Regions from separate parts of the Hordeum vulgare genome. Here region 1 is linked to region 2. The links are chromatin contacts, called in public Hi-C maps. All regions are on one chromosome and are shown on one strand. Each heading gives the region's core, a stretch centred on a gene start, on an enhancer-like site or on the middle of the called end of the contact. The rest is flanking DNA. Distances are from core to core; before and after follow the strand shown. Region 1 holds the start of LOC123410615 (MORC family CW-type zinc finger protein 3-like). Region 2 holds the start of LOC123406944 (cell division cycle protein 27 homolog B).

What was found. Hi-C and Micro-C count contacts between places; a contact is called where the count stands out from the background.
Region 1: a Hi-C map of leaf shows a contact between it and region 2, with 7 times the contacts expected there. The contact joins the promoter of LOC123410615 here to the promoter of LOC123406944 in region 2. A contact is called at or near these places in 2 of 6 Hi-C or Micro-C datasets (both in leaf) and 1 of 1 datasets of contacts at active chromatin or transcription factors (embryo).

What each region holds. Positions count from the first base shown.
Region 1 is chr7H:548,731,288-548,736,384 of MorexV3_pseudomolecules_assembly, reverse strand. It overlaps LOC123410615 (MORC family CW-type zinc finger protein 3-like), which reads right to left and starts at 3,569. Exons shown (of 18, transcript XM_045103558.1): 1 at 3,394-3,569; 2 at 1,689-1,746; 3 at 705-786; 4 at 1-90. The coding sequence starts at 3,396.
Region 2 is chr7H:548,432,363-548,436,817 of MorexV3_pseudomolecules_assembly, reverse strand. LOC123406944 (cell division cycle protein 27 homolog B) reads right to left here and starts at 1,925. Exons shown (of 16, transcript XM_045099962.1): 1 at 1,576-1,925; 2 at 354-426; 3 at 168-277. The coding sequence starts at 1,680.

The DNA of each region.
Region 1 (5,097 bases), core at 2,320-4,819, 300 kb before region 2:
TCTGGATCAGGATACAGTGAAAATTTCGTGAAATTATTCAGCTCGTATACCTTACTTGACACAAAATTACTAATTGACCAAAGAGAGGGCCTGTAAAGGAAAGCATAAAATTATTCTAGTGTTCTGACATCATAGAATGCCGGTACAACCTTCTGCCAAGCGGGAAAAAAAACATGTAAAAGAGAGTGCTCCCACAGTAATTTTGAAAAAAAAAACTCCCTTTTGCTCTGCTTACATTTCCTTGGGATACCTAGTTCAATAGGTTTGTATATTTCACAAAACCAGGGGTATCATAATTGTAATTATTAGAGGTTGGATCGTTGTAATATGTTAACAAGGCATGTGCGCGCGGGTTGGGGGGGAGGGGGGGTGTATATGTTCTCCTGTGCAATAACTAGCTTCTTAATTTGGCGAGTCATAACTTCACCCAGAGCCTGTTTGGATACGCTTTGATATGAGCTGGAAGAATTGGATCTGATAATTGTGTATCCAAGCAAACTTTTGAGTGGATGCGGCTAGTGTTAAACATGATCATGACCGCAGTCGCTTTGTAACAGCAGTGGAAAGCCCACCCATCAACAGTGTAAACTATAAATTGACTCGTCAGCAACAATATGCTACAGAAAACATGAATAATTTTGATCCAAGCTAGTATACAAAGTACACACGAGAGTAACCAGTCAAGAAAATTAAGGTCAACTTACAATTCTATTGAAACATCACAAGCTTTTGTGCGGCATATATTCTTACAATCCTTTTGCAGCAGTACATGGCTCAACCTGACACCTACCATAAGAAAATACGCACTTCATGGAAGTTTTGGAGCACTTATATTGTATTCCCTCCGTCCCAAAATTCTTGTCTTAGATTTTTCTAGATATGGATGCATCTAGATACTAACAAGTGACTAGATTCATCCATATCTAGACAAATCCAAGACAATAATTTTGGGACGGAGGGAGTAGCACACACAGTATGACATATTCCAATGAAAAAGCAAAAAGCAGCAAAAACCAAAATTTATTCATAATAGGAGATGTTGAGCTCAAGTAAAAAAAAAACTGGATACATATGTTGATGTTATTTAATACTCCCTCCGTCCCAAAATTCTTGTCTTAGATTTGTCTAGATATGAATGTATCTAGTCACGTTGTAGTATTTAGATACATCCGTTTCTAGACAAACTTAAGACAAGAATTTTGGGACGGAGGGAGTATAAGTTTTGAACTCCATCAATCCACACTATAGATTTGCAGATTCTCACCCCTTAAACTCCGGACTAATTCTACTTAGACTAAAAATCATCTCTCTATCTGAAATTCTGAATCTGTACAAATTAATACCTGCTAACTTCTATTTTCAGGTTTTGCTCGCTTTTTACAGCTACCTTCGGAAAATCATAAGTTAGTAATGAATAAATTAGGCAACTAGCATGTGTTAACATGAGCTATTATCCAAGTTTATTATCCATGGGTAAGCTACTAAAAGTATACAACCACAACAGTCAGTATGCACTTAGTATTATAGGTGGTAGACTATCAAAAAATAAAAGTACAGGTGTGACTTTGAAGTATATCAAGTTCAAATAGTACAACATCATGTGGGGTTGGTCAATTTTTCTCAACTTCTCTAAGTAAGATCGAATCTACAAAAGGATCCATCGTTCATTATAACCTCAACAGTCGTACCTCGGTTTTTGTGTGGTGGCTCATTCAAATCAATCCCTTCCACACATTCCTTCGCCTCCTAGAAACAGCAACACACATTAGATTAAAAGTTCATATCTAATTGTTTTCAAAGCGGTATGTTAATGCACATACGCCCAGACTACAGTCAAGCCTATGCTGCCCATGAAGTTAAACACAACAATACAAGTAAACCACAAAGTGAGAACTTAGGGCTAGCTCAGTGGCTGGTGTTCAGGTCGTTGAACCCGGCCACCCGCGTTCAAATCCCCACGGAGACTCTGCTGGGGTGCAGTCCGCATTAATCTGCGGGGATGTCTCATTCCTACCTAAGAGCAGACAGTTAAGAGCATGAACAGAGCATACATACTCATAAAAATTCTGAAGTAATAATAATGGGTCATTGTTAAGCATACAAATAGATGAAAGAAAGTGATCCCATATCCACAAATTGCACCACAAAAAAGTCCTAGTAAGAAACGATCAAACGAAGCACGTGGACAGCCACTCCTAAGCATTATTAGTTGCCCAGATGCAGCATAGTTACTCTTTTTAGATTTTCACATAATGGAACCTTTTCATGTGCAACCAGTTCAACTCTGGGCCCGTGGCTCGAGGATGCGCACAGCCAAACTACTCTTTCTAGATAAGGCAGCAGGGGAACTAGATGATTATCCTTCTAATAACATGGGAAAGCAACGCTGCCAAGTAACACAATGATTCCTATATTGTATTCCGCAAGGAACACGGATGATACAAGCGAACCATCTTGTCTAAGACCTGGCAGACGAAAGCCCCAAAGGCCAAAATACCATACACACACTAATGCCAAATACATAACTGAGCCCAAGCTTCAACATAATAGCACCATATACCTCCAAATGATTGGAACTAAGATGCAACAAAATAACCAAATACAGCACCAAGGCCATGAATAAAGCCCCTATCATGCAACTAAAGATAATTATCCAATTCCACGCATAACAAGATCAGGATGAAAATACTCAAGATTCACAACCAAAAGCAGGTTCATGCTTCGATTCAAACCCCGAAGCACACAAGGCAAAGACCATCGCTTAATAATTAACATAATTAAAACCATTCCCTGTCTCAAGTAGGCATTTCCACACAAAGTGAAGAAAGCAAGTGAGCAGAGCACACAAATTGGGAGCACGCAAGTTTGTGGTGCCCGTGATTATCATCCCTCCCGTGCGGGCCCTGGAGAAGCGAAGACCAATTTGCCGGAAAAGGTATTTTTCAAAGAACCAGAAAAGAGCTCGGGGACGAGAGGGAATTTAATGCACAGGAGCCCCCATTCCTTTTTGTCTTGTTTTGGCCGAGACAAAAAGGCAAGGAAAAAAATCATGCCGCGGGGACGCATGAAACACTACGCGAGCAAGGAACCCGGAATCTCTTTGCAGAGCACGCGAGTCGCGCATCGGCCGTCGAGCACCGCACAAACGGCGCGGAGCACCCGCTTCGTCTCAAAAACCCAAACGCCCAAACCCCAACCGCCCACGAACTACCCAACCAACCCCTAGGACCAGGAGAGTAGCGCCGCACGCACGCACCGTCGCGCAACGATAACCCCGCGGCGGACCGCGGTCGGCGCTGACGCCCCGCGGAATCCGCGGCGGGGATCGCGGCGCGGGTCGAGGGAGGGGGGGGAGCGGAGCGGAGCGAGGGCTCTTAGTTACCGAGGCATTACCATTGGCGACGCGGCGGGAGCGGGTTCCGGCGGCGGCGGCGGCGGCGGCGTTGAGGAGGTCGCGGGCCGGGCTCGGGGCGAGGAGGACGGGGGTGGTGGGTGCGGCCTGTTTAGTGCTGGTAAACACGGGGAGGGAGCAGAGGAAGACGGAACGGTTGCCTCGCTAAAACCCCCGGTGTGTTGATTGCGCCGCTCTACTGTGATGCCGATGATGATGACGGCTGCTGGAATGACCGATATGCCCCCCCTGGTGTTGGGCGTCTCCGTTTCGGCCGATGTGGGGGCCGGGGCGTCCGTGCGTGCGTGCTTTCATTCGCCTCGGCGGAGAAGGATCGTATCTTTCCTTTCGTCGCGTCTCTTGTTGTCGCGATCGGTTCAGGTGTGGGCGTGCTCGAGTGCTTCGCTCTGTGTATCGCCTCACGGGTAAAATTGACAAAATTGATCCATGAACAAAATAAATTCATAAACTGCGTTCAAAATAAATTCACTCAGGTGATTTTTTTTGTGTGACGTCCGCAGTCACGCGCCACATTACACCGTGTGACGACTCACGTAAAGGCATCACACCTTCGGTCATGGTGACGCCCCATGGCGGACCGATCACATCCAGTAATGCGACGCCTAAGTGAAAGGCGTCGTACATGTAATGTGTGACGTCGAGCCCTTAGGCGCCACACTGACACTTATGAGACCCGCGGGCCGGCCTCCCCCACCCCTCTTCCCATTCACCTCCATCAACCAGAACAGAAAGACAGGCCCCCCTCGAATTCCCCTCTCCCCCTTCCTCAAACCCCTCCTCAAATCTTGCAGATCTGAAGGTTTGGTCCATGGATTTGAAACACAATCCCTCCCTTAGCCCTTGTTCGGTTGACAGGAAGTGAAAGGGATTTGGCAGGGATTGAGGGGATTAAATCCTTAACAAGTCAAAATTCCCTCCAATCCTCTCCAGTCCCCTTGGGAGGAGGAATAACCGAACAAGGCCTTAAGGTAATCTCCCCTCGATCCCCTCCCACTCATAAAAAAAATCTCTCATTTGCTCACTTTTTTACAAATTTGAGTAAACCCTAGTTCTTCATGAATTTTAGGATGTGTATGCTTTTGTTGCACTTGTTTGTATGTTAGGATTAGGGTTCTTTGTATGTACGATTGAGGGTTGTATTGGGGTTAGGGTATGATGGGGTTAGGATTAGGGTTGTTTGGATGTTAGGATTGGGGTTCTTATGATTATGCAGATTTTGTAGTATTTGGATGGTTGCTTATACAATATATTGTATGTCGTGTTGTTTATATTTTTTAGGGATGGAAAGAACATGTGTTATGTTCATCACGTGGACAAGGATGCCTTTTTGAAAGGCAATATTGATCCGGACCCGGATGAGCTTGACATGGTGTTTGAGTGTTGTCCTAGCTATGTTGAGTTGTTGGAACAAGTCCGAAAAGATTTGAATTGGATGGACTCAAGTGATGTTGTTGAGTTTGTTGGTAGGCATAATATGGGATTTGAAATGCACATTCGTTGGAAGAACATGTGTGTGAACTCCAAGCAATGTTGGCTTGCATACAAGGAGACGATGGCCGAATCACTAGACAAGGCTCTAGAGTTATTTGTCATAAAAAAGTTCATGCTAACTTGCACTTGGATTTGAACCGGGTTGCCTCTCCGGTTGTTGATGGTAGTCCTCCACGCATCAACGAATAGGTCAA
Region 2 (4,455 bases), core at 676-3,175:
TCTTTCTTAGAAACAATAAAGTTTCATGGTAGAAACAATAAGTTTCATGGTACCCCTAGTTCAGAACGAAACTCGAGATTTGGGCAAACTTATGACAAATCTACGATCGCAGAATGGGATACTTCAGAAGCACGGAAACATATCATGTACACAACCATGCTGTATACCTCAATGTTTGGTTCATTGACCGGACACAGGGTTTCTTCAGCTTCCCGCAGTAGGTTCATTCGAAAGCATGATATAGCAAACAAGTATCGAGACTCCGGCAGCTTCTTACCTACATAGCATATAGAAAGCATTGACCAAAAAGCGCTTGAAAAAATTTGGCAACTAAAACAGAAAAATGGTATTACCTTTCAAAATGTGGTATGCAGCATAGGGCTGGTTGTTGTGAAGGTAGCAAGTCGCTAGCAACTGCACATTGGTCTGTACACAGGAGAAAGGGCAAGCACATTTAGTACAATATACCTGCAAACTGATTTAGATAATGGTTTTGGTATATATCTCTTGAGAAAAAGGTGCTATCTCTCAAATTTTGACATTGTTGGATATGCTTTTATCTGATCATCCCCCCCCCCCCTCTCACCTTCGCTACTAAAGTGGAGATGAGAGCGTGCAGCCCACTAATCTGCTCTGCGAAATTAAACTGCAGCCCACTCTGCTCCACAGTCCACAATTTCAACTCCACAGAGTCAGAGTTAGAGCGTTCTCGCCGCTCCCCACACTCCGGGAAGGGGGTTGCGGAGTGGAGAGGATCCAACAGGCTCTAAGAGTCCATTGTATCATCTCTCTCTCTCTCTCTCTCTCTCTCTCTCTCTCTCTCACACACACACACACACACTCTCCCTCTCTCTCCTCCACGCTAGCAAATATCCTAGATCACGCGATAGAGAGTCAGCTAATGTCAGGCAATTGTGTATGCCTCAGCTAGCTTCAGATCAGTCACTGCTAAAAATTTAATGCGATACACAATAAATACCAGAAACTCTAATATTTGATTTACACAAACTTGATTACTGGAGTTTGTGCAAACTACAGCAAGAAAGGTAAATGGGTGATTAAGCCCACATGCCGCAGCTACTAAAAGGACGGGAAAAGATGGATCAGATATAGTAGTAGCTTTTTTTGCGAGGACATATAGTAGTAGCTAATCTAAGCTACTAGATAGCTTACAAATTCTACAGTTGCTGCCTAGAGATTTACACAAGGGAAATTCACCATAGAGTAACACATTACCGTATCCATTCACCCCTAAAATCGCCTAAGCAAACCGTGAAACAGTCTCCCTTCCAGGATGCAGAACGAATTCAAACGAATTCATATGCGCTGCTCCAGTTACAAACGAATTCAAACAATTTCCCAGACAGCTAGATTAAGTCGTCCATGCTGAGACTCGATAAACCCTAGCCCGAATCCCACCGCCCAAGCTCACGGCGCCCTCGGGAGCACCAAAATAAACGCTAAATCGAACCGCGCAGGCGAAGCCCGCGGTGAGGCCGCAGCCCCACGCCAGCATAACGCCCGATCTAACGCCTACCTGCCCGGAGGGGTGGGTGGGAGGGGGGGGGGGCGTACCTCGGCGGGGAACTGGGCGCAGAGGCGCTCGCAGAGGAAGACGGCGTTGCGGTTCATGAAGAGGCGGAGGCTGCTGTGGACGCGGTCCACCATTAGGGTTTCCATCGCCCGCCCGGCGAGGAGGAGTCGGCGGCGGCGCCGCGCGAGCAGGGGCGGAGGAGGGGAGGGGAGGGAGAAGCGGGGGGTGGCTGGTTTGAATCGCGACGGGTGGATTTGGATTCGAGACCTTTCTGTGCGATTTTGGACTGGTGGGGGATTGGAACGAATCCGGAAGCAGCGCGGCGTGGGTGTGAGGGAGCGTGGAGCCCTCCGCCCCTCCCCGGTGCGGTTTGAATTGTCTGGCTGGCTCTGATCTGATGTGCGGTGATGTGCTGTGCACAGCGGCGGCGTAGGGGGTGGGTATGTACGGGCCTAGGGTGGATTTATGTGCCACGGTCCGTGAGTCTGTGACGTGTGGGACCGGCCTGGTCTTCTCTGTTTGAACTGTGCGGGTGTGGCGTGGGGCAGGTTTGTGCGGAATGTGAACGTTTTTTTTTTTCGGTCCGCGGAATGTGAACGTTGGATCAAACTTTTGGAGTCGCGTTTGGCTGGACAGGACAGCCACGGACACAAGAATAAGGCTCGTCATAGTGAAGATGATCACATAGTATATCATTTGATATAGTATTATAAACTAGTATCATAGATGATCTATTTATTAACATGCATGACACATACTTCCTCCGTTTCTAAATATAAGTCTTTCTACAAATTTCACTAGTGAACTACATACGGATGTATATAGACATACTTTAGAGTATATATTCAATCATTTTGCTGGCAAAATTGACAAAAATGATCCCTGGGGCGAAAGAACTCACGGATTGACCCCGCGGGGGAAATAATTCACCGGCCTGACCCTTTTGTGTGGCGCCCGACACCTAGGCGCCACACTGTACTGTGTGACGCCTAGGTGTTCGGCGCCACACCCCCGACCACGTGGCAGGGAGGGGGCCACCCCCTAGGCAGTGTGACGCCTAAGCCTCAGGCGTCACACATTGTAATGTGTGGCGCCTAACGCTTAGGCGCCACACATGGACTTATACAACCACGGCCCAGCCCCCCTCCCCACCCCCTCCCCCAGTCTATTTCACATGTGTGGCGCCTAAGCCTAAGGCGCCACACCTCACATGTGTGGGCCTAAGGCTTAAGCGTCACACGTGTGAAAACCTGCTGGAATCTGAATTTAGACATCAAAACAGCATTTTTGACAGCAATAAAGCAATTTAGACAACAATAAAGCAATTTTGACAGCAATCATATATGTGAAAGCAAGGAATCATCAAGTGCAACAATTATTGGCATCATCATCATAGCCAACAACTAAATGGTTCATAACAAGTGCAACAACAACTAAATGGTTCACAACTCGAAATAGTTCACAATAAAAGTAAATAGTTCAGCTCGACAAGTGCAACACCAACTCCAAATCACTTGGGGCCTCGTCCCCTCTTGGATACTAGTTTCTTCCTTCTCGCAACCACAAATTGCTCCGGGTCATCCGACTCATCGTCATCGTCATCCTCAACCTCATCGTCCATGCTTCTCATCCTTGACAAACGAGAGCCCCCGGCCACCGGATTCTTTCCTTTCGCATAATCATCCGGTGAGTAGCGCTTAAATTCCTTCCTGGGCTTCAACATGTAAGCGGAGCGTTGGAAAGCCTTCAACGTCATGTCGTCCGCAGCCTAATACATATGAAGGTTGAAAGTTCAAATTTGAAGGTTCAAAGCTGAAGGTTGAAAGTGCAAATTGTATGGCTATGTCATACCTGAGGAGTGTCAACATCATCCTCCTGAGTATTTCTTTGGGTATTAGCCGCCGAGGTAATGTCACCATCATCCATACGAGCGCCCGAAGAAGCTGAATCGTCAAGAGTATTTCTTTCGGATGAACCGGATGTCGAAGGTGAAACATATTCAGGGTCACGGCAACCTAAAATGTTGGATAGGCGCCGTAACTTCTTGCCCTGTTCCTGTTAGATTCAAATATAAATGACATATATTAGGTAACCTATAATGTTGCATTCATGGGCAAAATAATAATAATGACACAACACCTTTATGAATAGACGAAGTGCAGATTCTCCCTTTTGTCCTCCAGGTGTGTTATCTAGAATATCTTCGGACTCATCAGCTTTTTCTTGACCTCTTTGCGCTATGATCACAAGACAATGACAACAAATAAGTGCAAGTGAATAGGTCCACTAGAATTCATAATTTTCATAGGGGAGCACACTTACCACAAAGTTCAGGACAGGGGCGAAGGAAGTTTGGTACCCTTCGCGAATCAACTTGATGTAACCGCCTTGGGCAAGTGCATCGTACTCAGTGGGTTCTTCCAATATGTCCTCCTCGTAAGTCGGCGGACAAATCTCGACACGAGTACTCTCCTGAAACCATCTTAGGTAGTTGCTGAACGCAAGAGGACAATGCTGGCGGTACTGGGTTCGTTGTATGCTCGAAGTTGTCTGCACACTTTGCTCGAACATAACGACATAGCTCTTATGATGCTTCTGCCAATCCTTGATTTTTCGCTGCCTCCTCCTATCCAACCTGCTTTGAACAAAACACATCAGTAGCTCGCTCAACACTAAGAACAAAACTAATCACTACTTATTTTTTGTTACCTGTGAAGCTGTGTGTCCGTGTCCACCCACTCCGGCGGGTGTGGCTGAAAGTACCCAAATTGACGCATCACACGATGCGGGAGATGAAACTCAACCGCCCAATTGCATATTAGGGGACAACGCATTAGCCAAAGATGTCTTTCCTGCACGCATAGTGGATTCAGCTCGAACGTGTGTGCATCACCAAAGTTTGGCCCGACACCATATGGCTC